Linked DNA regions of Mus musculus: regions 1, 2, 3, 4, 5 and 6 are each linked to region 7. A link is a contact called in public HiChIP or PLAC-seq, capture Hi-C and promoter capture Hi-C data. All regions are on one chromosome and are shown on one strand. The core of a region is the stretch at or near the end of the contact, and the rest is flanking DNA. Distances in the headings are between cores, read along the strand shown.

The links. Promoter capture Hi-C pulls out the DNA fragments that hold promoters and counts their contacts. HiChIP or PLAC-seq counts read pairs in DNA pulled down with a chosen protein or histone mark. Capture Hi-C pulls out chosen DNA fragments and counts their contacts.
Region 1: a capture Hi-C map of embryonic stem cells shows a contact between it and region 7, with 2.9 times the contacts expected there. The contact joins the promoter of Scn5a here to the promoter of Itga9 in region 7.
Region 2: a contact with region 7 is called in a promoter capture Hi-C map of erythroid cells, with 4 times the contacts expected there. The contact joins the promoter of Zcwpw2 here to the promoter of Itga9 in region 7. A contact is called at or near these places in 5 of 39 promoter capture datasets (the C10 cell line, embryonic stem cells, erythroid cells and 2 more), 3 of 115 datasets of contacts at active chromatin or transcription factors (epiblast stem cells, large pre-B cells and thymic regulatory T cells) and 1 of 9 other capture datasets (embryonic stem cells).
Region 3: a contact with region 7 is called in a promoter capture Hi-C map of the 3T3-L1 cell line, with 4 times the contacts expected there. The contact joins the promoter of Exog here to the promoter of Itga9 in region 7. A contact is called at or near these places in 6 of 39 promoter capture datasets (the 3T3-L1 cell line, the C10 cell line, hippocampal neurons and 2 more) and 1 of 115 datasets of contacts at active chromatin or transcription factors (bone marrow-derived macrophages).
Region 4: a promoter capture Hi-C map of pre-B cells shows a contact between it and region 7, with 2.2 times the contacts expected there. The contact joins the promoter of Myd88 here to the promoter of Itga9 in region 7. A contact is called at or near these places in 3 of 39 promoter capture datasets (cranial neural crest, frontonasal cranial neural crest and pre-B cells) and 1 of 115 datasets of contacts at active chromatin or transcription factors (forebrain).
Region 5: an H3K4me3 HiChIP or PLAC-seq map of embryonic limb bud shows a contact between it and region 7, with 3 times the contacts expected there. The contact joins the promoter of Acvr2b here to the promoter of Itga9 in region 7. A contact is called at or near these places in 2 of 39 promoter capture datasets (the 3T3-L1 cell line and hippocampal neurons) and 1 of 115 datasets of contacts at active chromatin or transcription factors (embryonic limb bud).
Region 6: a contact with region 7 is called in a capture Hi-C map of embryonic stem cells, with 4 times the contacts expected there. The contact joins the promoter of Acaa1b here to the promoter of Itga9 in region 7. A contact is called at or near these places in 5 of 39 promoter capture datasets (cranial neural crest, embryonic stem cells, hippocampal neurons and 1 more), 1 of 484 Hi-C or Micro-C datasets (embryonic stem cells), 3 of 115 datasets of contacts at active chromatin or transcription factors (astrocytes, embryonic limb bud and embryonic stem cells) and 3 of 9 other capture datasets (adipose tissue, embryonic stem cells and liver).

Annotation. Positions count from the first base shown.
Region 1 is chr9:119,561,028-119,564,251 of GRCm38.p6, reverse strand. It overlaps Scn5a (sodium channel, voltage-gated, type V, alpha), which reads left to right and starts at 1,574. Exons shown (of 27, transcript NM_001253860.1): 1 at 1,574-1,900. The coding sequence starts at 1,628.
Region 2 is chr9:118,039,451-118,042,669 of GRCm38.p6, reverse strand. Zcwpw2 (zinc finger, CW type with PWWP domain 2) reads left to right here and starts at 1,811. Exons shown (of 9, transcript NM_001378466.1): 1 at 1,811-2,451. Azi2 (5-azacytidine induced gene 2) reads right to left here and starts at 2,148. Exons shown (of 8, transcript NM_013727.4): 1 at 1,712-2,148.
Region 3 is chr9:119,443,562-119,446,921 of GRCm38.p6, reverse strand. Exog (endo/exonuclease (5'-3'), endonuclease G-like) reads right to left here and starts at 1,962. Exons shown (of 6, transcript NM_172456.4): 1 at 1,772-1,962. The coding sequence starts at 1,934.
Region 4 is chr9:119,338,534-119,342,131 of GRCm38.p6, reverse strand. It overlaps Myd88 (myeloid differentiation primary response gene 88), which reads left to right and starts at 2,114. Exons shown (of 6, transcript NM_010851.3): 1 at 2,114-2,500; 2 at 3,422-3,556. The coding sequence starts at 2,173. It overlaps Acaa1a (acetyl-Coenzyme A acyltransferase 1A), which reads right to left and starts at 838. Exons shown (of 12, transcript NM_130864.3): 1 at 447-838; 2 at 214-307. The coding sequence starts at 617.
Region 5 is chr9:119,400,384-119,403,545 of GRCm38.p6, reverse strand. Acvr2b (activin receptor IIB) reads right to left here and starts at 1,368. Exons shown (of 11, transcript NM_001313757.1): 1 at 949-1,368. The coding sequence starts at 1,000.
Region 6 is chr9:119,155,577-119,158,984 of GRCm38.p6, reverse strand. It overlaps Acaa1b (acetyl-Coenzyme A acyltransferase 1B), which reads left to right and starts at 1,892. Exons shown (of 12, transcript NM_146230.3): 1 at 1,892-2,161; 2 at 2,301-2,394; 3 at 3,183-3,240. The coding sequence starts at 1,991.
Region 7 is chr9:118,605,117-118,608,291 of GRCm38.p6, reverse strand. It overlaps Itga9 (integrin alpha 9), which reads right to left and starts at 1,583. Exons shown (of 28, transcript NM_133721.2): 1 at 1,177-1,583. The coding sequence starts at 1,364.

The DNA.
Region 1 (3,224 bases), core at 325-2,824, 960 kb before region 7:
ACATATGCACCATACACACATACCACACACACACACACCGTACAACTATATGCTCATGTCTGTGTGTGTGTCTCAGTGCAGAGACACATATGTGCCAGCCATATGGAGGCCAAAGGTCAGCTTGCAGCAGCGTCATTCCTTGGGAGCTGTCCAACTTGTTTTCTGAGACAGGAATTCTCACTAGGACCTTTATCTGCCATCGGTGGTGCTCAGGCACCCTGAGTTGGGGTCCTTGTTGGCCGTGTGCTGGCATGGGTGTCACAGAAGCTTATAGGGGTCACTAATGACATGCCCCATGGAGTGAGCTCAGGGCAAAGCCCTTGGCTGACAGGAAGAGAGTGTGTCCCTGGCAGACATCTTCAGCAGGTGTCCAGTCTGCCCTCTTGAGCCGGTGCCCAGCCATTCCCGGTTTTGATGTGGTAATTAGCGGTGCAGCCTCCTGGCTTGGTGTCATAGTCAGGAGCCCTCTGGCCACATCCTGTTTTGGTGAGCCTGACAGAAATGCATTCTTCTGCCTTGCTGTCATAGACAGAGTGTGTTCGCACCAGGTTCTGAATCTTTTGAGGCCACCAGGGGCCACATTCTCCCTGTTTGACGTCACACACATATGCCTGTTGGAAGTCCTCTTCACCAGTGGTCACCGCCTTCCGGTGCTGGGGGGGAAAGAAAAAACAACCCTTGGGGTTTGCGCTTGTATGTCCCCTTTTATGGGAGAAGAGGGGACGGTGTGATGAGCCAGAGACCCACCTGTCACATTTCCCGTCTTTAGAATCAGTCTAGCTAGGGACGGTGCTGCACTCAGGGGATCCCTATGAGATCCTCAGATGGAGGTCTACACAGTTGGGCACACCAGATGCCAACATCTGGATGCTAGTTCTTGTGTTCCTGTCCGGCCGGCCGTTGCTGAAAACCCTGGATCCCTTGGGGGGCAAATGCTGCCTCCAGTTGCTGCCTCTATGCCTCAGGTTTGATTTGCACCTCTTGTGTGAGGGCATGGGGATTGTGGGGGCACTGGACACCACTCAGGCTGGGAATGTTCCCTGGAGAGGGGGGGTGGGACCCTGTCCCGTGCAGGGCCAAATCCTGACGTATGCATGCTTCACCTTTTAATTGGAGAAAAGCCCTTCTGTTTGAGTCTGGGATAAAATGAACGGCATCTCTTCCCATCCCTGCCCTGTGGAGGCCAGGGAGCCGGTTGTGGTGGAAATGTCTTAAAGGGGGTCAGTTGAAGTGTTTTTACTTTTGTGTGTGGTGGACAGGGTAACCCCTTCATGAGGACACACCGTCTCTTGATCACTGATATTTATGCATACACGTACACACTGGGGCAAGAGTGGGGGGGGTCACTTCATGGACCCTCCCCACACACACACACCTCAGTGGAGGCGAGCATCAGCGTTTACCCGAGCCGCTGTCAATCGTATGCGCCTGTGCAGTGGTTGGCAGTGGGGGTCGGGAATGGGGTGGGCTGTACACTTTTGCAGATTGTGTCTTTCCCCGCCATCGGCCTAGCTGGCTGACTACCCTGCCCTCCGGCCGTGGCACCCCATCACACCCTGTGTTTGTCTCCCAGCTTCCTTCCAGGCAGCCTGAGGAGAGCCTGTGCCCCCAGAAGCAGGATGAGAAGATGGCAAACTTCCTGTTACCTCGGGGCACCAGCAGCTTCCGTAGGTTCACCCGGGAGTCACTGGCGGCCATCGAGAAGCGCATGGCTGAAAAACAAGCCCGTGGTTCGGCCACCTCACAGGAGAGCCGTGAGGGCCTGCCAGAGGAGGAGGCTCCCCGGCCCCAGCTGGACCTACAGGCCTCCAAAAAGCTGCCAGATCTCTATGGCAACCCACCCCGAGAGCTCATTGGGGAGCCCCTGGAAGACCTGGACCCTTTCTATAGTACCCAGAAGGTGACTGCCGCCCCCTCAGCACCCTCCTCACCCTTTGGGTAGCTCCTGGGAAGGCAGCAGACAGATGGAGCTTTGCTCCTGTGGAGTTCTGTGTGGGGCCGGCTCCCCTGGGCTTTGGGGGAGTGATTCACCATTAATCTGTATTCCAATCACCTTAATTTTGGAGTTCTGGGATACAGACATAAATCACGCCGTTTGAGCCCCTAACATAGGGGTGGGAGGACCACTGAAATGTTACCTTCTTTTGTCTTTCTCCGGCATATACCTCTAGGGGATTCCTTCCTGTCCCCAGACGCGTGGGCGCTTGGAATGAAGCCCTGAGCGGTCCCCCTCCTAACTCCTGCATGCGTTCCTCCTGTCCCTCTGGCAGCTCAGAGAATTAGCCAGGCATCCTCCTCTGAGCCAGCTGGCTCAGGCTGAGCCACAGTAGAAGTCTCCTGGGCCTCGTGGCCTTCCCTGAACCACAGAGGTCATGGGAAGGCTGAGGGGTGAAGAGGGCGTGGCTGCTAAGGCATGGAGTGTGGGGAAGCCTTGTGCTGCCCTTGTTGCCTGGAGAGAGGGAAGGGAGTGTTGTGCTGTTTCTCCAAGAGGCCCTTCCCTGCACTAATGATGTGACAGGCACACAGGTCCCCTACAGAGGGACAGGCTGCTCACACAACTGTCCACTTCTGGACCTGACTGTGGGGGTCATGGCAGGAGAACAGGCTGGGATCTAGAGGAAGGCCTTTCCAGGAAGGCTAGGCAACAGAGACCAGGGTGGCCACGGGAGTCCCTGTGGCCAGCTTCAAGCTGAGCGCAGAGCAACACCAGCGGGACTGGAAAGATAAGTACAGTCAGTGTGGGGGTCTGGGTAGCATGTGTCTGTCGGTCTGTCTGTCATGGTGGTTGAAGACAATGTTTAAGAGACTAAGAGCCTGAGTGTGCACGTCTGTGTGTATGTGCATATGCATAGGTGCATGTGTGATCAGCTGTGGGTGCGAAGGGACACACACACACACACACACACACACACACACACACACTCACTCCATCTATACAGACAGTTAGCAGGAGAGACGACCTGGGCCCTGCTTCTAGGCTGAGGCTCCAGGACCTCTCCCTGGCTCAGGTGACTGGAGCAGGGTCCGAGTGGGATGTGAGCCTGAGCTGTGAGTGAGTGAGTGGGTAGGCTCGGGTCGTGCTTGCTCCGAGCTGACAGAATTGGGATTAGGGTTAGGGACACAGCTGAGGGTGAGTCTAGGTCATGGAGGGGAACAGAAAGGACTAGGCAGGACTCAGACGAGACCAGTAGTGAGCACGGCAGGTGAACCTAAGATGGAGTCCA
Region 2 (3,219 bases), core at 562-3,061, 570 kb after region 7:
GATATTCCTTTTCTTTTGTCACTTTAAATAATTAGGGGCAGGAATGGCTTTTGCTTCTCTAAGAGGGATTCTGAAGTGCCCCTTTTTAATGACGCCAGCACTTAAACATATGTGCCTTAGTAGCTTAATGCTTTGCAGTTTATTAAGTGTCCAAAAACAATATCAGATATATAATATGAAAAATGGCAGCTTTCATTTTTATGATCCTGACTCACTGAATGCAGTAAGCCCAGAGATTAGTTTTTACGGCCAAGCAATCCAAGGGCAGCCTTCTTTCCACTCCTTATCTAAAATAATGTATTTCAATGCAACTAAACACCTACATAAATGCTGTTAATAATTATTTCCTGACAATAAAACAACTTCAATTCAGAATGTGGCATTAAAGTTATATTCATCCTATTCAGCTTTTTTTAAAAATCATATTATTTCCCTCAGTAAGCATGGCATGCTCTGGTACCATTACCGAAGCACTTCTGCTAGAGGCACTTATATGCTAGAAACTGTGCTCCCCCCCCCCCCCCTTTTTTTTTTCTTGAAGATGTCTCACTTTGTAGCACTGGCTAGACTGCAACTCAAGACTCCCCAGTGCTGGGATTATTAAAAAAGCATGTGCTACCACCCCCTGACTTGTTCTTAAGAATTCATTAAATCAATGTAAAAAAGCACTAAGATGGGTAAGCACTCTTCAATTTACAGATGAAGTAATTAAACATACAAATTAAGTTGTCAACTTCAGAGCCAGCCTAGCTCTTAGAAATTATAACTGGGTGCCTTGGAGGGTAAGCAAGCCCTGGACTTCAGAAAAGGGGGAAGGAGAAAGTCAGAGTAAGCAGCCTTCTCCTCAAGAGAGGAAGTGGAAAACTCGATGCTTACACATCTGGGCTATCCATCTAATCCACTGGCATTCCCACGACAGCAAGCTGCCTTTTAGACATCAATGAATCTCTCGCATTTACATGAAAACGTCCATTTACAAACCTAGAGCATTCAACACTCTGTAGCCATTCAGCGAATAATTCCAATTGTTTTCCATTTAAGACGATGGAGTGATCACTACAGACAGGGTAAGGAGAACATTTTTTGAGAACTAGAAATGAAACTGTTTTAAGATTTTGTTCAATCCAACTTAAAATTCAAACGGGGGTGGGGTGGCTCTTCTGTACTTAAGGATTAGAGGTCAATTTCAGTCTCAGTATGTCAATGTTTTTGATCATCACATGGTATTTCTGATTTCTAGTAGCTTCCATGGGTATTTTATCTCTCTTTCTGAGTATTCCGAGTTCCTTGCGAGGAGGACCACTGTTAGCCTGCCTTGCAACCCAGCCGGAAAACGGGACTGAAACATGCAAGTTAGACTGATGGTCACTCCCAGACGCCACCGGCACTACCCACGTCCCTCTTTCCCTCTCCGATATAAATGCCACCCCAGTGCAGGAAATAAAACTGAAAGCGTTCCCAGCGAGTCAAGAGCACGGACCGAACTTGAGCAATCCCCGAGCGGGAAGGCAAAAAAAAAAAAAAAAAAAAAAAAAAAAAGCCCGTGGAAGCGGGGCTGTGGGATGGCAGGGACCAGGGATGCTAGACTGGGCCGCTCTGAACAGCAGAAGGGCGCCGGGGACAGAAAGCGAAGTGCGTCTGGCCAGGCGACAGCCACCAGGCCCCTCCTGGCTGTCTCCACCGTCCGGGCGAGCGCGAGCGATCCACTCACCCTGAACCCTGGCTACGTAGGGCGGTCCCCAAGGCCACCGGGTTTCGCTTCCCCAGTGTTTGGAAGCCGGCTGAAAACAAACCGGGTCGCCAGGGGTCACCACGGGCTTCCGGTTTCCTCGAAGACGCCACCGCTTCCCCCGTCAAGGTGGCCGTCACAGGTGCACCGAGGGAGTCCCATGTCTTCCGCCGCGGCTCCCGCAGTCAGGGGCCCTGGAGGTCACAGAGGAACCGAGCAGGGGCGGCCCGGGGCCGCCGGAACAGGCCCGTTACCCAGCAGCACGCGCGTCAACTCCGGGGTCGCCGGCGCCCGCTGCCCCGCTCAGGGGCGGCGAGGCCTAGAGGGTTCTAGAAGGGTCTACGAACGCCCCGCCGCCCACAAAGGTGTCGCCGCTGCGCACAGGCTGGGTGCCAGCGCAGCGCGACGAAACCGGAAGCCGGACCTGAAGACTATATAGGGTGCCGCTAAGTGGCGCTCTAGCGGGGCGGGGCGTACTACAGGTCCCATGAGCCTCTGCGGTAGGGCAGAGGCGCACTACGAGTCCCGTGAGCCTCCGCGGCGGGGCGTACGTACTACCAGTCCCAGTGGTCCCCGCGGCGGGTGAGGTGTCGCGCCCAGCCGCGGGGAGGCGGAGTGGAGCTGAGACAGCGTCGCAGGCTGGCTGCTGTTGGGCTGAGGCGCGCGTTCAGGGCGCCCTCTAGCGCGTCCTTTCCACTCAGCGGCAACTGGGATTCCGTGAGGTGGGTCCGTGCTGCTCAGCTCAGAGGCGCCTGTCACCGTGGTGCTAACCCGAGAGCTGATGCGTGTCTGGGGCCCCTGGAATCCACGCAGGCCCCGTGTTTCGGGTCGCGTGGCGGTCTCCTTGGGTATCTTTTGAAGCAAGGTCGCTCACTGACTTCATGGGGGTTCCGGGATGCTCTTCTGTGTAGCAGGAGAAAAGGAGCCCATGGCCAACTCTTGACTTGTTCTGGCTCTTAGAGTTGTCTCCTCTCTCGGTTATTTCTAGGTGATAATCCTCCGGGTTTGTTTGTTTGTTTGTTTGTTTGTTTTTTGAGGCAGAGTCTTATGCATCCCAGAATGGCCACAAACACACTTGTTTCCACCACCGGGTGAAGAATTTTAGTCATCTATAATTCTCTCTGTCTGTAGTTTGTTAAATCTTCATATTTTTGTACGTTTGTTTTTTAATTTTAAATTTGCGGCAGGGCCTCAAGTAGCCCAGGCTACCCTCAAAGTCTTGAATTTTTTTTTCTCTGACCTCCTGCTTCTGACTCCAAGGTTTTGGGTTTATACATTACCAAGCAATGCGGTGCTGGAGGTTGAACCCGAAGCCTTGTGCATGCTAGAACATTGAACTGTATGGTGAGGCATAGACAAATTAATTGCAATCTTAGGGGGTCACAGACAGAAAAAGGAGCACAAGTTCTAGATTATTTCTGGTTAAGTAATGTGAGAGTCATAGTTATAGTTAATATTTATTTATTGACAACTAAGAACGCTCATGTTTC
Region 3 (3,360 bases), core at 713-3,212, 840 kb before region 7:
GGGTTATGAACAGAAAAAAAGTAATTATTCTTATTAAGAACAAAGGATTCTAAAGACAACGGTGATGTCTAAAAACAACTGGCTCAAAAGTCTCTCCTAGGAGTCTGACTCCGAGTCCTTGGGAGGAGGAGGGAGTCTAATCAAATAGGCCTCATCTTTGCCATAATTTATTAAGTCAAAGAAAAGAGTTTAGCAAAATCCTCCTTTGCCTGTCCTCGGTCGGGTATTCACAATGAGCTTCAGCTATGGGGGTACGCGTTTGGTTTGGGGGCTAGGGAACAAACGTAAGGTTACTCATAACTAACTTTGAAGTCACTCCGTGGCCTAGGCAAGCCTTAAACTTTTGTTCTTCCTGCTCCTGCCGACCACACGTGGAATCAACAGGCATGTGCTATTACATAATTAAATAAAACCTGGCTCGAGGCAGAGCACAGCTCAATGACAGAGCTGTGCATGGACTAGGGTACGGGCCCTGGCTTCACTCCTGGGACCAAAAAGAAATAAGAATCCAATCTCACTAGTTTTCCACATTAGTTTTCTAAATCTGTCTGTACCACAAACTGTGTGTATGGGGGGTGGGGGGAGAATTCAAAGGAAAACCATAGTGCTACAAGTATAAAAGTGAATGGGAACGTCTTGCGACTAATAGAGACAAAAATGGCCATCATTTTAGTTTTTCATCAACATGATATATCAGCTGCCAGGTTAAGTATCCATTTCGTTTTTTAAAAGACCTTAACTCCAAGAGTGGGTGCACACACCTGTTTCTCCATGTCTCATGCCTGGCTGGGTCACAGTGAGTACTGGCTCAAAGCAAAAACAGAGCAAACAAGCCCACCCACACTGTCCCTCACTGATACTTCCCCAGTGTTTCAGTTCAAGGAAAGACAGACTGCAGCCTTCACTGCAGTGGGGCTAAGAAACTGACACTTCCTCCTAGAGGACTCAACCCGGAGCTGCTTCCAAGTGACTCCTCCCCATGCCTCCCCAGAGCAGTCCTCTGGCACAATGGCAAGTGTCAAAAGAAGCGGGTGGTTCAGCACGTCCTGGAATGAGATGGGTCTGTGCTCACTTCTCTGTCTAAAGATAAGATGCCCCGTAAATTTAAGGATGTACATACTAGGAAGACTGGGTAGCAGATATTCTTTACGGAAACGCCTTCAAACATTCTTGTTGTGATGTTGTCAATTTGACAGAATCTAGAAACACCTGAGAAGCAGGCCTCCGGGTATTCCTATGGGGAGAGGGGGAATCTTGGCTGTATTAAATGATATGGGGATCCCCAGATTAATTATGGGCTGGGCCATTCCCTGACTGGGATTCGCACTGTATAAACTGGGAGAAAAGGGAGCCAAAAGGCAGCACGTTCGTCCGTTTCCTGACAGTGGAGGGACGTGGCCACATTGTATAAACTGGGAGAAAAGGGAGCCAAAAGGCAGCACGCATTCGTCCGTTTCCTGACGTGGCCAGCTGCTTCGAGCTCCTTCCCCGCCACGATGGGGTGCACCTCGAACGGGGAGCTAAAACAGACCCTTCCCTTAAGTTGCTTCTGTCAGGTATACGTTGTCACAGCAACAGGAAAAGAAACTAAGACACTTACTGAAGGCCAATTCTGTACCAGGCACTGTGCTGCACCTAAGGTGGAGAACAAACAGAGTCTCAGCTCGGGGTGGAGCTAAGGATGGAGGGGTGGTGACGTGTGAGCCCGCAGCCAGGTGAAGAATTTGGGGGAGCAGTGGGGAACCGAGCCGGCTTAGGCTTGCAGACTCACCGTGTGGCTGCCTCGCCAGCTTCGCGGATTCCGCGTCCGGACGCCGGAAAAACTGCAGCGCCGTCAGCCCCGCTCCCGCGGCGCCCACTACAGCCCCGGCCAAGAAGCCATTCAGAAATCGCCGCGAGTCCCTGAGACGGGAAGCGAAGCTCTTTGCAGCCATGACTCGCGGGCGCCAGCACTTTGTCTCTGCCACGCATGCGCACGCGGGGGCTCCGAGGCCGGAATGGTCCAATCGCCGGCTCCGGAACCAGGCGCGCATGCGCCATCCCGAACCGCCTCCCAGAGGCCTTCGCTGCTGAGGGTCTCGCGCGTCCCCTAGAGTCCAGCAGGGGAGGCACGCCTACCTCCATCCCTGGTCCTGGCCAGTTAATGGATGGGTTAAGTGTCCTAGCTTGTCAATTTAATGGTGTGTGTGTACTGTCCTCTGAAGAAATTGTCTTTAGTCCCATTTAATAGTGAGTAAATGCTTGTTCATGATCCATCAAAGATCTCCTAACCTGGGATCCAACTCGATGTGATTCCAAAACCTGTACCCCATTGGACTGTTTGGGGCACTTGCTTCAAAGTCAAAATACACATCAGAGTGTTTGTACCACCTATCGAGTTTCCTGGGAAAACAGTACTCAATGGTAGCCAGAGACTCTGGATGGGCCAGAGCTCAGAAGTTAAATCCTTACCAAACTAGTCCAGTGTGTCAGTCCATGTTATCTCTTTTAATTTGTGCCTAGACAAGCAAGATGGTTCATCAGTAAGGGTGCTTGCCACCAAAACTGACACTTGAATTCAGTCCCTGGAACCTACTTGGTAGAAGAGGACTGACTCCTGAAAGCTGTCCTCTCACCGTCACAGGCATGGGCTTGCCATCCTACATGCACAGGTATGTACAGCCAGACATAAATAAGTCGATGTAATAAACTGTAATTGGGCTTGGTGGAGCCGATCTGTAACCCCAGCGCTAGCAAAGACAAGGAAGGAATTTCTGAGCTCCAGATCAGCTTAGACTACATAGTGAGTTCCAAATGAGTCTCAGCTACATCGCAAGACCCTGTCTCAAAAAAGAAGTTAAAATCATCATCTTAGACGATAGGGATTCATCTCAGGACTAAGGTGGTATACACGGGATGCATGCCGTCAAGTAACACTGTAAATGTTAGCCACTTTATGGGACCTCTCAAATTGGTCTTAGACAAAATTGATGGGCAAATGCCCACTGACAAAGGGAGAACATAAGGTCCAGAGAAATGGCTAAGTGATTAAGAACACTGTCAGCTCTTCTAAAGGGTCTGGGTTCAATTCCCAGCACCCACATGGTAGCTCATGACTGACACCCTCACACCAATGCACATAAAATAAAATTAAGTAAATTGTTATTATTTTTGTTTTTTTTTTTAAGACAGGGTTTCTCTGTGTAGCCCTGGCTGTCCAGGAACTCACTCTGAAGACCGTAAATTATTTTTTGTAAAAAGAAGAATATTCGTGTTTAATAGACTCCCACTCAGATCAATGGGTCTTCACCTGGCAGCAGTCTCCAGCTTCCCATAAAAAGAGCATTGGCCTGAGCCAGGCTGACTCCATGACAGGCTGCA
Region 4 (3,598 bases), core at 865-3,364, 730 kb before region 7:
GAACTGTAATTCCGCTACTGTTAAGTATCGTAATGTAGATATTTGTGTTTTCCGATGATCTTAGGCGAACCCTGTAAAAGGGTCCTTCAACCATCCCACTTAAATCGGTGGAGTCTGTAGTCTTGCTCAGTGAAACCCAGGTTCTCGGAGAGAAAGTGAAGCTTCGGGAGGAGGGCGGGGGAGGGCCGGTGCAGGACCCGCAGGGGAGCTCACCCACGGAGATGTCTCCCAGCTGCTCAGGCTTTAGCCTCACGTCCTGGAGAACCGCGGTCAACACGGCCGACAGAAGCTCGTCGGGGGTGGTGTTCTGCAGGGCGAGGCGCAGCAGCGGTGAGCCCAGCTCCCGCATCCCCGCCCGGGGACTCTGCGGTCACCGGACCCCCGACGGCAGAATTCCATCCGCGCTGGCCGCCTTCTGCTCCCCTCGCCCGCCCGAGGGGCCTCACCTTGAAGCCTCCACGGCTGGCGCGGCCGATGGGGGTGCGCCGTCCGTGCACCACCACCACGTCGGAGGCCGAGGCCTGCGGGAACCTAGCGGAGCAGGGCGCAGCTTGCAGCGCGGAGCTCGACTCGGGCCGGCCGGCCAGGTGGCCCAGCACTACCTGCAGCCGATGCATCGCGGAGGTGGGTCCTACCTACTCGTTTAGGTTCTGGGTGCAGAGCTTTAGGAACAGGAATGATGGCAGGCGCAGGCGCAGGCGCAGGCGCGGGCGCAGGCGCAGGACAGCCTTCTACGTCGCAAGGCCTGAAAGGGGATCACAACCCCGGTAGAATGATACTGCGAGAGGTAGGATGGGGTCTTTAGAGGGCCTGCCCACTCCTAGGTACAACCAATTAGATTAAGGGGAGTCTGATTGAGGGCCGCCCACTCACCCCTTGCCCCAGAGTCCCGCCCAACGCCCGTCCTAAGACGCTTTCTCTCCACTCAAAGCCCCGCCCGCCAATCCTACGGAAGCCAATCGTAATGCGCACTCTTAATCCTCCTTGAAAGGCAGACTGGAAACTTCCAAGTTTGCACAACCTTTTGTAGACATTGGGGAAGGAGGTTTCCCAAACTTCTGGTTTCCTAGGATGAACTCAGCCTCAAGGGAGTCCCTCCCCTTGAGCTCAGCGCGCAGCCGCGTAGAAGGCGGAGCCCGGCCCATGGCTTCTCTGCTGAGCTAGCCCGAGAAGACCCTTGTCTCCCATCAAAATTTGCTGTGCTCAGCCCCGGGTCCCAAAACCGAGAACTGAGGACCTAGAAAATGTTGAGGCACCTAGTTAAGCCCCAACCGGGTTGGCTGTCACAGAAGCTCTCTCAGAAAACAAAGTAATTTTGGGTTCCGGGCTGGTGTGAAGAACCGATTAAGGTGCTGAACGGCAGGCAGGTTCTAACTGTAACGTGCCCCACTCGTCTTAAGCCTGTTGATCTACGTTTGTTTGGGATAGTGCCATTAGTGCCCACATTCCCCTAGGAATTCTACTAAACCCGGGGATGGGGGTGGAGGGTGGAGGGAGACCCAGTATTGGAGATTGACACCTAAATAGATTAACCAAGTGAATTAACGAAAAAATCTTCCTTGGGTCTAGACCCAACGTTAAAGAGTAAGGTGGTAGGTTCCGCGTGTTTTTTGCAGACCCCGGGAAGGTAGTGCTGTTTGTCTCAGAAAACAAAGGACAAGATACCCTAAATGCCAATTTATGGGCAAGGTCGTGGGCTTTCCCCTTTAAAAAGCAGAGTCACAAGTGACATCAGATAGCTAAAGGTAGACTGAGCCTTCGGGTTACTACTTCCGAAGCCAGTCTGTCTCTTCCCTCCCTACTACCAGAATATAAATTACTGTACAGAAGGGCTGTAACTCCTTCAAGTCCTAAACAAGGCTGATTGAGCTAACCATGCATAATAACCACTACCAGATCGCCTAGTCCATCCACCTTGATCGGTGGGCCAAGGCAGATGCCAGAGGCGGTTTATATAAATTCTCACACCTTCGAGGGGAGGTGAGCAAACGTTAGAAGCACAAGTGGGTTGACTTTTAGGCTGGGTAGTTCTGGCCCCGTAGTCTAGATTCTAGCAAAGGGCGGAGCTTCTCGGAAAGCGAAAGAAGGAGGGGCTGGCAGGAGACTTAAGGGAAGTAGGAAACTCCACAGGCGAGCGTACTGGACGGCACCGGGGGCCCAGGGTTGCCTGCCATGTCTGCGGGAGACCCCCGCGTGGGATCCGGGTCCCTGGACTCCTTCATGTTCTCCATACCCTTGGTCGCGCTTAACGTGGGAGTGAGGCGCCGCCTATCGCTGTTCTTGAACCCTCGGACGCCCGTGGCGGCCGACTGGACCTTGCTGGCGGAGGAGATGGGCTTCGAGTACTTGGAGATCCGAGAGCTGGAAACGCGCCCTGACCCCACTCGCAGTTTGTTGGATGCCTGGCAGGGGCGCTCTGGCGCGTCTGTCGGCAGGCTGCTAGAGCTGCTGGCCTTGTTAGACCGTGAGGATATACTGAAGGAGCTGAAGTCGCGCATCGGTGAGGAAACGTGCTTCCTGGCTTTGTGCCAAGGATCAACGAGGCTAGCCTTGGCATATTAATCTTGTTCATTTTTTTCTGGGGTGCGCTAGGGAGGAAGAGAGTGACAGTCGAATTTTCTGTCAGTATGCAGGTCAGCGTAGGGATTGGGAGAGGGGTCAAAAACCCTGAGGAAAGATGGAAAGAGCCTAGGCAAAGACCTTCAGTTGTACCAAGAGTCAAGATCTGCTTTTCTCGCGGTATCTCAGTTGTGTCAGGATCAACCGGACAAGTGAGGACCCCTTCCATCACTCACTGGCACTCAGCACAACACCCCCGCCCCGCCCACAGTGAGGTACACCTTGCTAGATGGGGGTCACCATTCTCATTGAGCACTAACTGGGTGCCTGAGCCCTTCTGACATTCAATCCTCTGCTCCGATTGCTCTGTGCCCTGCTAGATGCCCAGTTTGGCTCCATTCTCTAGAGCCTTAGAAAGGGAAGGCAGGAGGAAGGCTCAGAGAAGCAGGCTGACTTTGGAGTCCTCTCAGATGCTCATTTTGGGAGAGTCCAAAAGGAAGTGTTAGTTTGTAGAGCCATCCATGGTACCAGTGGCTGGGGAAGGCTCGGCCCAAGTAGGCCCTTTTTAAATTTTTTTTTTAACATTTATTTATTATTATACATAAGTACACTGTAGCTGCCTGCAGACACACCAGAAAAGGGCGTCAGATCTCATTATGGGTGGTTGTGGGATTTGAACTCAGGACCTTCGGAAGAGCAGTCAGTGCTCTTACCGGCTGAGCCATCTCGCCAGCCCCAAGTAGGCTCTTTAAACTAATTCAGGATTTTGAGTGTGTGTACAGCAGCAACCTGGGGCATGGGGGGCGGGGGTGTCGGGGATGGGGTGGGAGGAGGAGCCTCTACACCCTTCTCTTCTCCACAGAGGAGGACTGCCAGAAATACTTAGGTAAGCAGCAGAACCAGGAGTCCGAGAAGCCTTTACAGGTGGCCAGAGTGGAAAGCAGTGTCCCACAAACAAAGGAACTGGGAGGCATCACCACCCTTGATGACCCCCTAGGTAAGGGCCCAGTACTGTGCCCCTAGGTAGAATAGGTGGGCC
Region 5 (3,162 bases), core at 119-2,618, 800 kb before region 7:
CAGGGGACCCGAGCTGCATGTGTAATGGGGGTTGGGAACAAAGACGCGCAGGACCCAGAGCCCCAGCCACCGGGCACCAGCCGTCCTAATCTCCACGATCTTTTCTCTGGAGTCTTAATGCCCGACTGTCCACGTTTCCTGGAACTGCCCTAAGCCCGCCCCGGAGCTCCTACAAAGTTGAGCACGCTTCAGCACCATCGGGACACAGAAATCAGTGCCTAGGCTTTGGGGGAGAAAGCGCTTTCCCAACACAACTTCGTGCGTACACACCCACACCTTCTAGTCCCAAGCAGACGCGCACCAGCTATCCACAGCCCGCAGGCGGCTGCGAGCTGACCGCGGGTCACTCACGCCCGCCACGTGCCGGCCGAAGCGATCTGAGACCTGTTGGTTCGCCTCTTCAACCCTTCTCCACTCCCAGTTGCCCAAAACAAAAGCGGTCCCACGAGGGCGCATCTGCGGCCCGCTGCAAGAAAAGCGGGCGCAGGTAGGAGCCACTCGCATGAGGATCGCGACGCGGAGTGGCGGGACGGGATGCAGAGGACTCCGGGCGGGCTATGGAAAGCCGTCCGCTTCGCTTTGCGACACCTATGACTCTCAGGGGCGAGCAGCCCCAACCCAGCCGCCCCCAATTAGATGCCCACCCCGCTTGGCCGCCTTCCCCACGCTTAGGTTTTCCCCGCTCTATCCCTGGGGTCCGCACACCCGCGGAACCTGAACCCCGACCCTGACGCTCCAGGTTCCCCCATCACCTAGAACCTCTGCGAGCCAGAATCGCGCAGAGGAACCGCACGGGCGAGCTCGCCTCTAAGATCGCAAGCACCAGAGCGCCCCGCGCGACCCCGATCCCAGGCAGGTGGCGCGGCGCCGAGGCCGCGGGGCCGCCCTTTGTTGGTAAACACCGCGCGCCCCAGGTCCCTGCACCCCCACGACGCGCCCGGTCCTTACCGGCGCACAGCGATCCCCAGAGAAGGGCGAGGGCCGCCCAGGGCGCCGTCATGTTCCGCGGCGCCGCCCCGCGGACACCCGGAGCCCGCGGGCAGGGCCGCGCTGCGCTCCCGGGGCGCGCAGGGCCCGGCGGCGGCTGCGCTCTGCTTCCCGCTCCTTCTCTGGGTCTCGCTTCCAGGAGCGCGCGCTTCTGCGCTTCGGTTCCCAGGCAGTATGCGGAGATAGGGGCTCAGGGCCGCTGCGGGCGGCGCGCAGTGCGGCCCGGGCTATGGGGCGACGCGGGAGCCGGGGGGCGGCGGCGGGGCGCGGGCCAGGGCGCGCCCGACGCGGGCATGGCGCAACGGGGCTGGGCCCGGGCCCCGGGCGCAGGGGCCGAGTCCGGAGGGGCCATGAACGGGGGAGGGGTGGGGGAGGGGACCTGAACCGAGTCCAAAATGGCTCCTGAGCGGTGGCCACGGAGCCGAGCCAGCGGGGAAACCCGGATGTTGGATACAAAGAGGCGGGCGAGCTGGGCGGGGAGGGGGAGGGGAGGCGGGCCCTCCGGCCGCGTGGTCCGCGCCCCCCTTGGGGGCGGGGCCGGAGAGGAACAACAACACCGAGGCTCCGCCCCCCAGCCCGCGCCCTCTGGAGACAGCGCGCCTGCAGCACCAGACTCTAGGGCTAGGCGGGGCGCGCTCTCCGAGCTGGTGGGATTGGACTGCCCACAACTTGGCTGGTGCTTTCCTGCCCCGTGCTATGGAGCCCACGCTACGGGATGCACGCTCCTCTGGGACCCCTGAGTGAGTGGGTAGCTCCTGGTCCCCATAACCTAGGACCTCTGCCCTCCAGCTCCCATTTATGGGCTAATTAATTGGCAGGAAAACGCTGAAGTCTGAATTGACAGCAGTTCCTCACAACGCACGCACAGTTATCTCCAAGCAGAGGAGGACCCACAGAGCAGCTGCAGGTGGGAAAGAACTGTTGGCGACCTGCTTTCTGAAGGATCCTCAGCAATCCAGCATCCTTCATCTTACCTTCAGCACTCCTCCCACCTCTAAAGATCTGTTCAGAACATGCCTCTGTTCCTTTCACACACGCACACACACCAGATCCCTCCATTTCAGATGTTACACAATCAGAGTGTGAGAGCAATCGGCCTCCCAGCTACACTGGAAAAGCCAGTCACTACTCAGGGGAAAAAAATGCTATGGAATCCTCGGATAGTTACCTCCTGCCTCACCAAGAGCAGTGGGTCATAGGAGGAAGGACGCTCCCCCCCGCCGCCCCCCCCCCCCAGCCTGGGTCATTTCATTTGCTCGAGCCTCGGACTTCCCTTATGAAAATGACGGTGTTGAAGTCCTCCAGACTTGGGTAGAGTTTCTTTCTGCTACGGCTTTGGTGTTGAGGTAGGGATCCTCAGCTTCCCAAGAAGTCTGCACCTTGTCTGACAACCTTTGCTCTTAAATGTGGTCTTTTTCCTCTCCTTATGTAATCCTCAGGTGGCCTCGAGCTCGCAGTCCATCTGTGACTCTTCCTATTTTTCGTTCGTTTATTGATTGATTGTGTGTGTGCTCTCTTGCCTGTATCTATGTGCATCCAACATACAGTCATATGTTTCCATATGCCCCGTGCCACCAGCACCCTCCATCTCACATCTGGGCAGCTTTAACAGCAGAGGGCTGAGGGGCTCCTTAGATGTCACTAGGGTCCATTCACGTTGCTAAGTGTATCTTCTATTTCTTTTAAGATTTTTATTATATTTTACTTATTTATATGTGTGTTTGTATGTGTATGTGTGCATGCATGTGTGTGTGTGTGTGTGTGTGTGTGTGTGTGTGTGTGTTAAGGAGAGAAGCAGACAGACAGAGACAGAAGAGAGAGAGCATGAACACATTGAGGTTGGATGACAACTTGCAGTTGGTTCTGTCTTTCCACTCTGTAGGAGCTGGGAATCAAACTCAAATCCTAAGGATTGGCATCAGGTCCCAGTACTTGTGAGCCATCTCTATGGTACTAGCACCCTTTCTAAATGGTAACTGAGGTGACTTTTTAAAAGATGGGACTCTGGGGTTGGATGGCTCAGCGGTAAAAAGCACTTGCTCTTTTTGCAGAGAACCTGGATTTGGTTGGTTCCCAGGACCCAGACTGGACGATTCACAAGTGTCTGTAATTCCAACCTCAAGAACATTGACTTCCTCTCCTGATCTCCACAAACACCTCTGTGTGCATGCACAT
Region 6 (3,408 bases), core at 643-3,142, 550 kb before region 7:
GAGCTCAGGGTCTTCCTACAATTGAGGTAGGCCTTGGAGCTTGCAGTTGTAACGTCTGTCACCCCTCTGTTAGTCCTCCTTGCCTTCTGGCTAGAGAAGCTCTGTGGTCCTCTAGTCTGCAATTCTTTGCGCCTGTGCCTTGGTACAGACCTCCACACTTCCATTTGGGGACTTGGGCCAGTGATGTGGAACTTAGAAATGTTCTTTGAGATCCACCATCCTGGTTGTAGAGAAGGTGAGCCTGTCCTTCTGATGTTGTATGAACTTCTCTGGCCTTGCTCAATGCAGAAGAATTCAACATTTTGACATTACAACAGGCACACTCAGCATCCGTGTAAGCAACTTACAAACAAACAAACAAAAATAAAACACAAAATCTCATTTCTCTTCGGGCCTTAGATAAGCTATGTTTTTGTCTTGGGTGGCTGTCCTTGGCCTAGCCCCATGCAGACAGTGGGCTGTGGGTTCTACATGCGTCCTAGGAACTGATGGCATCACAGGCTTCCCCCCGGGCTTCTAAGAGGTCCACAAAGGCGAGCACTGGAAGACAGTGGGGAGGGGACAAGGAAGGAGGCCTGGTGCAGCGTGCTCTCTGGGGTGTCTAAAGAGCACACGACCCTGCACTTAGGAAGTCTGTGCCCTTGGACATGGTGACAGGAAGGCTAGATCAGCCTCTGGGTGTCTAAGACTCCAGTGCTCCTGCCCTGGAAAGCACGGGCAGGTGAGTGTGCATATTATGTGTAGGGCAGAGGTTGATATTGGATGCCATTCTAAACCCCTTCCTACTCTGCTTTCTGAGATGGGGTTTCTGTCTGAACACAGTGATTTGCCTGGGGTAGGTAGCCACTTTGCCCCAAGGATCCTCTGCCTTTCCCACCTGAGCACTAAGGTCATGGGACCCTTGTCAAGCCTGCCCAGCCTTGTGCACTGGGGATCTGACCTCTGGCCTCCCACTTGCAGGGCAAGCCCGTTACCTTCTGAGCCCTCTCCCAGCCTCCTCTCCTTTCATGTTTTGGGATCCCCTGGGGTCTGAGAAAACACTGTGTAACTGCCATGGTTTGGGGCTGACCTGTCACTGTGACTGGGGAACCCGGTCTTACTCTTTAAGGCTGGTAACACATTCTAGATCCAGGAAGCCCCGGTCCATTCACTCAACAGGAAGCCATTGATCAGTTAATGCTTCAGGCACACTGCAAGGCCTTGGCAGACACCTTTGCTAAGGGGGCGAGGGGAGCGGGTGCTGCAGGGGTGTGCACTGATGAGGGCATCTCAAATAGGCATACAGAGGATGCTACATGGGACACTCTCAGAGACCTTTGAACTGCTTCTGTGCCTTGATAGAACGGGTTCTTCCAGCCAAGTACTCAAGCATCCAGCTTAGGGCCAGGGACCCAGGAAAGACGAGAGCTGAATAGAACAGGAATCAGAGTCAGGTCCTCTATCTCCATTTGCAGTGTAAAGCTGTTGCCACTGTCCCAGAAACCTCCTGACTTTTGTCTGATAGTGTGCCATGGCCATGTTTGGAGGAAGGTCTCCTGGTTCATGTTCAGAAATCCACAAGACTTTGAGGTCCTGCCTACAGTGTAGATTACAAAACGAGGAAAGTTCCAGTTTACACTTCTGGGAGGAGCTTCAAAAATGTGCACAAGCTTTTTTTTTTTTTTTAATTATATTTTAAAACATTTTCTTTTATTTTTGTAGCCCAGATTGGCCTTGAACTTGCGCAGTACACACTTGCACCATCACAGGTGTACATGGACAAACTTAAGAAGGAGGGGTTCTGAAGTTCATTGACTTGCTTTGAGAAGCTGGGAGGTGGTGGTGGGGGAAGACTCAGGAAGAGTCGCCCTCTGATTGGCTGCAGAATGGGTAGGCAGGACTTATTGAAAATATAAGGCTCCAATTGGCTCTGCCCTGTGCAAGCCCGCGTCCTTAATTCACTGGGGTGAGCGCCCAGAGCGCTGGCAAATCGGTGGGACCCACCTCCGCGATGCATCGGCTGCAGGTAGTGCTGGGTCACCTGGCCGGCCGGCCCGAGTCGAGCTCCGCGCTGCAAGCTGCGCCCTGCTCCGCTGGCTTCCTGCAGGCCTCGGCCTCCGACGTGGTGGTGGTGCACGGACGGCGCACTCCCATTGGCCGCGCCAGCCGTGGCTGCTTCAAGGTGAGGCCCCTCGGGCGGGCGAGGGGAGCAGAAGGCGGCCAGCGCGGATGGGATCCTGCCGTCGGGGGTCCGGTGACCGCAGAGTCCCCGGGCGGGGATTCGGGAGCTGGGCTCACCGCTGCTGCGCTTCGCCCTGCAGGACACCACCCCCGACGAGCTTCTGTCGGCCGTGTTGACCGCGGTTCTCCAGGACGTGAAGCTAAAGCCTGAGCAGCTGGGAGACATCTCCGTGGGTGAGCTCCCCTGCGGGTCCTGCACCGGCCCTCCCCCGCCCTCCTCCCGAATATCCGTCTCCCTTCTCACAGACTTGAGTTACTGAACGGGAGGGCTCTCGACCACAGAGGTCTGAATCAGGCTGCTCCCGATGGCCAGTCTCAAGAGTAGAACCTTGGGCGCCCCCTCATGGCACATCGGCAACCTGAGAGGCGCTAGAAAGCCTAGCACCACCAAGTAGAAGTTCTAAAGCCCAGATGTTCCAGGAGACCCCAGGAGGCGGGAAAACGCGCTTCTCTACCTACATGGACATCCTGTCCCGGGTTACAGGTGCAGATGGGTTCACCCCACCCTGCCTTAACCCCTAGGCTTTCCCTGAACTAGAACATAGTGTAGGACACAGTTTTGTCCGGAGGTGCCAGCCTGTTCCTCATCTCTGCAGTGGTGCAGGGCTTGGAGGAGGACACTTGGGCAGGTGAGCAGTTGCAGACCCGCTTCCCTCACCACAGCCCTGCTTCCCACAGCGTTCAGGCTTTGCACTGTGTCTCTTACCCTAGAGTCTCTCCCGTCTTTTCCTGTGATCAGAGGAGCATGCCTTGGCAAGCTCACTGGCGGCCCTCCAGCACTGTACTGCTGTTGGGTAGCTGGCTCCCCACTCCCCAGAGTTTGAGCCTCCACAGCCTCATGTGCGCCTCTCTCCAGAGGCTGTGATTCTTGGAGAGATCTGAAATGTCTCCTTTCTGCGGCATGTTTTGCCTTAGGCCTTGGGACACCACCTGGCACTGAGTGAAGGCTCTTCTATCCACAGGCAATGTGCTTCAGCCCGGGGCTGGAGCCATTATGGCACGCATCGCCCAGTTCCTGAGGTAATCTCTCTGGCTCCAGCTTGGTTGTCCACCGTGACTGGTGAAGGCCCTGGCACTGGGGATGTATCTGTGTGTGGTGGAAGAGCAGGTGGAATGAAGATATCGAGGCAACTAAAGTCCACTGACCTGACCTCTTCTCCATAACCTTTTCCCTACTTAGAGGGGGTG
Region 7 (3,175 bases), core at 334-2,833:
AGTGTTCTGCCCTGCTGTCTGAAAAGGAAGGGTTTGGCAACTGCAGGAAGCAGCCTTGGCTGGTAACTGTGACTAGAATCAATGTCAGGAAGGGATGCAGAGGAGAGCTACACACAAGGACTTTGAAAGCTGGTTCTCTTGGAGGCCGCTCTCCTAAATACACGAAAGTGTTAATAAAGCCAGTCACAAAGTTCTCTTTCTCCAGGGTTCTGAAAGACCCGCATCCACAAGCCCCCGATTGCCTCGGCCCCTGTCCAATTCCGAGCAGAGACTCCCAGTAAGTTACATGTCCAAGCACACACACTGCCAGTCTCCATCTCCCGGCCTGCTGCTTCTAAAGATGCTCGCTCACGGGATAGCACCCTCAACGTGAACCAGCCATCTCCTGGGTCCACAGTAACATCATCTAAAATGAGGCTGGGGAGCTACTGAACTCTAGCTGCCTTGAATAGGTGGGCGTGGTGCATGGTGTGGCTCGTTCATTCCAAGGAAGTGGTCTATCCGCCTTCTCTAAGCGCTCCTGCTGTGGGGTCAGTTAACTTCACTATTGATGCTTAATGAGGGAGAGACTTATTCTTTTCTGCAGGCCCACCCATCTCGCTGGTTCAAAACTGTACCCCTTGATTAAAAACTTCAGCTTCCTAAATCTTGTCTCTAGACACGTGGGAGAGCTCCAGGCTGCCCACCAGCCACACAGTCTGCTCCTTGGGGGTCCTCTCTGCATCCCAGATCCTCTCAGAACTTTGTGGGGCCCCTGGGTACCTCTTCTGGAGATTCCTAAGCCACCAGGACCCACTCCCACCACACCCCTTGTTTCTCTGCTTCCTGCATGCTGCTGCCCTAGAGTTACATGAAGTGGTCCCCAAGAGCAGCCTGGCCTCCTAGGGGCCCCCCGGGGATCTGGGGCAGATGGCCAGCCCGCGGTGGCCCCTGGAAGGCAGACAGCCAAGTAACTTTGCTTTGGCGAGAGCGAAGCTGCGTCTGACTGCCCAGGGAGGACAGGGACCCCAGGGACGCCCCGGGCCTCGGAGAGCAGGCCAGGATGTCAGCGTGGCCGCCCGGACATTTAAATCGGCCCCGCGGGAGGTGGAGTGGAAGAGGCCGGAAAGGCGGCGGCCAACTTGGGGGACCACGGGGTGCCCACGCCAGGGTCGAGGATCCGCGGGAGACACTTACCAGCGCGTGTTGTCGTGGAAGTGCTCCAGCACCGCGTAGCCGAAGAAGGAGCCTGAGGGGCCCTGGAAGCGTACCGGGCGCTGCGCGTCCAGGTTGTAGGCGCCGGCCGGGACCCCCGCGGCCACCAGCGCCAGCAGCAGCGCGCGGAGCCCTCCGGCGCCGGTCCGCGCCGCAGCCGGGCCGCCCATCCCCAGCCGGCCGCCGCCCTGCGCCCTGCCCCGCGATCGGGGCTCCCGGGACACGCCGCTGCCCGGGGCGGGAGCCGTACGCTCCGAGTCTAAGCCCGGGACGCGGCGATGGGCTACAGCGAGAGCCGGAGCAAGGCCAGGGACGGCCGCCAGCGCCCCGCGTCCTCTCGATGCCCGCCGAGAGGTCTGCGCTCTCGGAAGGAGCGGGTCCCGGGCCCGGGCGGCACTGGACTGCGGAGAGGCGCGCCCGCGGGGTGGGCGGCCCGGGCGGCCCGGGCGGGACGGGTCCGCAGCGCCCCCTGCTGGACGCGGTCTCAGGCGCACCCCCGGGTCCAGGTTCTGGACCTCGGTGAACTGCATCCTCTCAATGTCCTAGGCTCTGCTGTGTCCAAGCTGGCTGGGTCTCTCTCCTTTTGTCTTACACTGAAAGTCTCTCTCTCACACACAAAGACCCAAAGCTACCCGAGCCAAGGATGGGTAAATATTCTGGCCCTGCCCATCTGGAAGCTCTTCTTCAGAGGCAACCGCTCAAGACCGCCAGTCAGTTGCTGTAAGAATTAGTCATGTGGAAGAGAGCAGAGCGTTCTTCCATACTCCCTGACCTGGCCAGCGCTTTCCAACTTGGCAGACATACAATACAGCCAGGTGTGCTCCCCTGTATGTGGGAGATTATGGTGAAGTATACGTTGCATAAAGTTTACGTCATAACCTCATTTTGGTTATGTGATCATCAATAGCTCATCTTGCAAATTAAATTATACATAAATTTAACAAGCACGCCCAGCCCAGTCCAGCCCCCGGCAAGTTTCATTTATCCCTGACTCTATGAAGTTGACTATTCCAAGTTTAATGTTATTGTTGAACTAACTCTTTACTCTGGTAAAATCACAACCCCCTCCCCATCCCTTCCCACCCTCTCCACTTCCAAAGTCTCATTCATACTAAACACACACGACGCCTTTATCTTTTTCTTTCTAATCAGGCTTATCCTTACAACAACAGTCAAAGCCTAGGGTAGGCAAGGTGGGGTGGGGGGGGGGTGCACATTCCAGAGTTATCCACTCGCCAGCAGTCTAAACACGGGGATCTTTACAGGTGAAGAGCCTCTTCCAGCTGTCATCAGAAGGGCTGTGACAAAGGAAGCCAGATCACCGCTAGCTTGGGAGCTGGAGGGAAGGGTCCATGAGGTAAAGAAGCCAGGCAGCTTCAAAAACTGGGGACAGAGAAATGTCTTCTCCTCTACCCCTTCCAGGAACGCAGGCCAGCGAGACCCATGACCTGTCCAGCATTGTTAGATGATCAATGTTGCTGTCTTAAACCACTGCAGTCAGGTAATTTGCATAGCTCGGATGCACTACTGCTGTCTTACTTGTGGTCAGTATTGCTGCAATGAAACACCATGTCCAAAAGCAAGTTTCAGAGGAAGGGGTTGATTCAGCTTGTACTGTTCATCATGGAAGGGAGTCAGGACAGGAACTCAAAACAGGGCAGGAATCTGGAGGCAGGAGCTGGTGCAGGGGCCATGGAGGGGTGCTGCTTACTGGCTTGTTCCCCATGGTTTGCTCAGCCTGCTTTCTTGTAGAACCCAGGACTATCACAGTTAGGAATGGCACAACCCACACTGGGCTGGGCCCTCCCTCATCAATCACCAATTAAGATCTTGTGGAGGGAAGCATTTTCACAAGCAATGCTCCCTCCTCTCAAATGACCTTAGTTTGTGCCATGTTGATACAAAACTACACAGCATAAGTGCTATATCCACCTGTCTTAGTTTACTTCCTGGGCTGTAAAGCAACACTCTGATCCAGAGC